2 separate regions of the Capsicum annuum genome follow, and region 1 is linked to region 2. A link is a contact called in public Hi-C data. All regions are on one chromosome and are shown on one strand. The core of a region is the stretch at or near the end of the contact, and the rest is flanking DNA. Distances in the headings are between cores, read along the strand shown. Region 1 holds the start of LOC107870455 (NADH dehydrogenase [ubiquinone] 1 beta subcomplex subunit 7). Region 2 holds the start of LOC107870458 (protein indeterminate-domain 5, chloroplastic).

Region 1 (2,731 bases), core at 70-2,569, 230 kb after region 2:
TTAACTTTTGATTCTATGCTTATATATAGAATCATTAAAATTTCAAATAAAATTTATATATTTTGAAAAAAATAACTCATTTGACTCTTAAAATTCAAACACTATCACAAATATTGAGACAAAAAATATAATATATACACATATTATGAAATCACATATATTGAGATAAAAATAATATAATATGTACACATATTATGAAATTTTGAGGCCCTCAAAATAGGAGCCTAAAGCAGCAGCTTTAGCTGCTTCATGCTTCAGCCGTTCCTGATTATATTACATACATAATTTATTTTTAATACGTAGCGCATTTATTTAACCAAAATAAGTCAAATGCATTTAATACACTTCTAATACATCTATATTGTATACATATTCACTTTTAATACATAATACAATTGTTATAGATGGTAAATATTTTTAAATATGGTATATCTATATATTAAATAACAAGTACATTTAAAAGCATTAAATATTTTATAAAAAGTACTCAATAGGTAATTTTTTCTTATTTTAAATAAGGCGATCAAATACTTACCAAAAATAACATAAAGTACACCTTAACTTACCATATTTACATAAATTTCATCCTCACGAAATAATTATAAAAAATTTAACTAATTATGTATCTTTGTTGGATGTATTGGGAGCTAATTATGTATCTGCACAGACCCAAAATCAGAAAAATGGATCGAAAACTAATCATGCATCTTTACAAAGGAAAAACTATATTTTCGGTGGATGTATTATGTATATCGACAGATCCAAAATTGAAAAAATATATCGGGAGTTAATTATGCATCTTTACAAAGAAAAAAGTATATCCTTGTTGGATGTATTGGGAGCTAATTATGTATCTTGACAGACCAAAAACTGAAATTTCAATAATTATGCAAAATATTAAATTTTTCTGTAATTAAACTCTAAACTGTAGGGATTACATACACCCTAACGTATCATATTTACACAAATCTCCACTCTTACAAAATAATTATAAAAAATTCAACTAATTATGTATCTCGACAGATAAAAAAAAATGTAGCGGGAGCTAATTATATATTTTTACAAAGAAAAAAATATGTCTTCATTGGACGTACCAAAGCTAATTATGTATCTCAACAATATCAAAATTGAAATTTTCAGTAATTATGTAAAATATCAAAATTTTCTGTAATTAAACTCCAAATTGTTGAGATTTATATTGTTTTAAGTGTACAATACCGTCATTTTCGCCAAAATTCTATCAATACAACATTTTGGGCTTGAAGTGTAGCCCAATCATCACAACAAATCTAAAGCCCACATCCCTCCCAAAATTCCTTCACAAAGAGCACAACACCTAATAAACTCAAAAAAAGAGAAATCAAAAGAGGGGAAAATTGGCAGACGAAAATGGAGGTACCAGGTTCATCGAAGAAGATGGTAGCAACACAAGCAGAAATGGTGGAGAACAAAGTGCCATTAGCTTATCGAGATCAGTGCGCACACCTGTTGATCCCATTGAACAAGTGTCGTCAATCCGAATTCTACCTCCCATGGAAATGCGAAGACGAACGCCATACATATGAAAAGTGTGCCTATGAACTTGTTATGGAACGGATGCTTCAGATGCAGAAGATCCGTGAAGAAGAAGCACGGATGAAGCAAAAGGGAACACAATCCATTCCGCTCATTCCTAAGACTGCAAATGCCTAGTTTTTCTACTGCTTAGGTCAGTTTCAGCCTATCACATCAATATTTGCTCCAAAATGCTTTTTTAATAATTTGTTTTTTTATGATGGTGTTTGATTGAATGGCGGAGGTTAATATGTTAATTTGATGTATAATTTATGTCAGTGGTAATAAGAAAAAGTTTGAAGTAACACTTCGCAAGTTCGATTGAATGTTGGAAAGTAGTATAATGTTATACTCCCTTGAAGCGGGGAGCCTTGGAGTAATTTGTAAAGTTGATGCCCCGTGGAGACAGCCTCTGGCAGAAATATAAGGTAAGATTGCGCATAATACACCCTTGTGGTAGGTAAGATTAGACCCTTGTGGTGGGGTCCTTCCCTGGACCTGCACATTTCAGGAGCTTTAATGCACCGGACTTCTCTTTTTTAGTTAACTTTTTAGTTTGTTTCAAAAAGGATGACTATTGCCTTTTCTGACAACTCTTAAATTTCAACTTTCCACCTAACATGTTTAAGATCATAAGATTAAAGATATTTTGATAGATTCTACATATGTTTAGTTTAAGACTACAAGATTAAAAAGTTTTGTTTGCTTTCTTAAACCTTGTGTCAAGTCTAAACCAGACTAACAAATTAAAACAGAGAGAGTAGCATTTATGGAATTGTGTGCAAATTTTGAAACTTAGAAAGTGTTACTCAAATTGGGTGTTTTTGCATTTTGCAAAGGAATTATTTGGAAAGATAAAGGTATGAATAAGAGAATGTTTTAAAGAATTCAAAGTTCCCCTCCAATAAATGTATGTAGCATTTGGAATGAAAGAATCACTATAGTCGCAATGGACCGTGGGAACCAACACTAATATGTCAGTGGAGACAAAAGGTAGGTGGTCTTTTCTCATATGTAGAAGTCTTGGTGGACAGAATTATGCGGTACCTTTTGTTGGTGGAAAGTAGCATGTATCTGGTGCCTAGACACCACCATTATGAAAGGAAACAAAAATATGAAGTAGTGGTTTGCAAGTTACCCCAGACCCCACTTTGTGGGAATACACTGGGTATGTTAT
Region 2 (2,700 bases), core at 89-2,588:
CTTCTGCGTCTGGACCTGTTCATCCCACCACAATCCAAACAAAATGACGAATTATTATAAGTGATAAAATTCGTCATCTATATGATGGAAATAAACTTACAAAATTCATGACGGAGAATATATATCAAATAAAAATATTTGCACTTCTGATTGGTTCCAGCCATCCCAATCTTAATGAATGGATTATGAAGGCATCAATTGAACAAACGATTTTTTTTTTCATATGTTAGAAAAAAATTTCATCATCTATATATGGTGGAAACTTAAAAAAGATATTTTATAAGATAAAAATGAAAGGAGATGATCTTTCGCTAGCGCGATTTGCACAATCATTCCCAAAATATTCCAACATTAATGAATGAATATATGTGAGATTACACTAAATATATGTTAGTGTTGTAGCAAATGAACTATACATGAAGGGGTCAGTCAAGCGGTTCAATCTTTTAGTTGATTTCTTTCGTCTTCCCTATTCATCATATCCATTAATGGAAAGGGTGGTTTTTATTACACAAAAAATTGAACTAACAAATTAGGGTTTTCCTCACTTTTTTTTTTAAAGGTAAAACTTGAACTTGAGTTATAAATTATTTTTTCAACCTTTATTTGTACTATAGATAGATTTATAAGAAAATAAAGAAGAAAGAAATTAGCTAGTGTTAATTTCTTGTTCATATGTTCCAAAAAAAAAGAATTTTCTTTTTCATAAAAATTAGTCTAATTAATTACTAGATAGATACTTGCTTGGTGTGCCAGGCTGATTTCTTCTCTTCTTTGTTGGTGCTTCATGAGCATGAGATTGATGGAGCATTTCTTGATGATTTTGAATTAATTCTTCTTCTTGTCTCATTGCAAAAAACATAGTTGATGATGAACCTCCAGCCATCTATAATTTAAAAAAAATAAATTAAGAAATTCAACCAAAAAAAAGATGAAAGAAAAAACAACTAAATTCAACAAGCTTCACTCACAAACCTTTACTTGATTTAATTAATTTCTTCTTGATCTTGATTTGCTCTTGCTCTTCACAACCAAAAAAGATAAGAGGAAAAAAGAATTAAATTCACCAAGAATTGTTTGGTTGAAAGAAAGAAAATTAACTCAATTTACAAAAAGATGAAGGGAAAAACAAAGAGAAGGAAAAAAAAGAATTGAATTTTACTCACAAACCTTATCAAGAACTTAAAATTGAGTGAGTGAGTGAGTAAGAGGAATTAAAGAGAATATTCATCCCATGTTTTATTTTTCTCTTTCTTTTTCTTCTTTCAACACTTTGCTATTAAATGAAAAATTTCCAAGAAAAGATGCTATATGAAGTTTCTCTATATGTTGTTTGTTTTAGGTGTCATGCATACACACAAACACATATCCGTATAGCCCCCACCCTACCCCTACCCCATCTCTCTTTTTTATTTTCTTTCTCTCCTCTATTTTTTCATTAAATTTAATATCTATATTAGAGCTTGATCAACTCAGATTCCGCATTATTGAATCCGTTTCTAAAGGTGGTCCAAACAATTTTCATCCCATCTATAATTTTCCCCTCTTATTCATTTTTCTCTATTTTATAATTCATTTCACTACTTAAAGGATAGTTTGGTACAATAAAGCTTCCGCACATGAAGTCTATGTAAATATCGAATACAAAGATTTATTATATGCAAGACTATTTTCGCGACTTGAATCGATGACCTCTAAGCACATGAATCGCTACTTAAAATGTAAAATTGAAAAAAAAATGACTTCAGCTATGGAGTTCATTTTATATCTGTTGCTGTATAGCTAGTATCTAATATGATTCTATGATAATCCATTGCTAAATAAGACGTTAGTGATGATTTTTGTTGTTTGTTTAGAATTTTATTCAAAAAATAGATAATAATTTTTATATTTGCTTCCGTTTAGTTATTAATTTTGAAGTTGAAATCTGAATTTGAATTTTTGAAGTTGTAATTGGCCATCCGTTTTACTTGATTTTTTTTTAAAAGTTTTTTGAGTGACCAATTTTTTAAACTTGAATCTTTTTTTTTCATGACATATTTTCAAAATCTCATCCAAATCTATGGTCAAACATATACTTAAAAGATTAAATTTTAAATTTGATTCAAAATTTATGGTCAGAACACTAGCGAAATCTGATGAAATTTTGTTTTCCTATAATGTTGACGCCGCATGTGTTTTTTCCTTTGTGATCAATATTATTGTTCCATGTTATGATATTATTGTAAGAAATGGGATTTGAGTTTCTCATCGGTTAAATGAGAAATTAATATAAGGCTTCTATAGTCTTGGGCTCTCCTACTTTGTAACTAACTTTTAGGGTGTGCATCTCGTAAGGTTGTACCGATATTTTTGAGTCACTCATCACCTTCCTCACCCACTGTGCCTAGGATGATAAGGCCAGTATGGAAGTGTTCGATAGGGCTAGCCATGTCTAGCACACAGCCCAAGGACTACAGATGTAGAGCGTGGTGATTTATTATGATATTATTGCAAGGGATGAGCCTTGTGTCCCACATCAATCAAATGAAAAATTGATATAGGACTTATATAAGCTTGCTCTCCCACCTTAATAGCTAACTCTTAATATGTGATTTTTCTAAACTTGTATTATTTTTCACACTATCATCGAATCATAAAGGTGAAAGTCTTAAGTGGATTGGGAGGATGTGTATGTGTGGCTCAAGATAAATCTAGTCA

Evidence for each region. Hi-C and Micro-C count contacts between places; a contact is called where the count stands out from the background.
Region 1: a contact with region 2 is called in a Hi-C map of placenta, with 4 times the contacts expected there. The contact joins the promoter of LOC107870455 here to the promoter of LOC107870458 in region 2. A contact is called at or near these places in 3 of 5 Hi-C or Micro-C datasets (leaf and placenta).

Annotation. Positions count from the first base shown.
Region 1 is chr5:24,515,765-24,518,495 of UCD10Xv1.1, forward strand. LOC107870455 (NADH dehydrogenase [ubiquinone] 1 beta subcomplex subunit 7) reads left to right here and starts at 1,320. Exons shown (of 2, transcript XM_016716989.2): 1 at 1,320-1,708. The coding sequence starts at 1,390. The coding sequence ends at 1,692.
Region 2 is chr5:24,285,868-24,288,567 of UCD10Xv1.1, forward strand. It overlaps LOC107870458 (protein indeterminate-domain 5, chloroplastic), which reads right to left and starts at 1,339. Exons shown (of 7, transcript XM_016716990.2): 1 at 1,171-1,339; 2 at 976-1,023; 3 at 745-886; 4 at 1-15. The coding sequence starts at 886.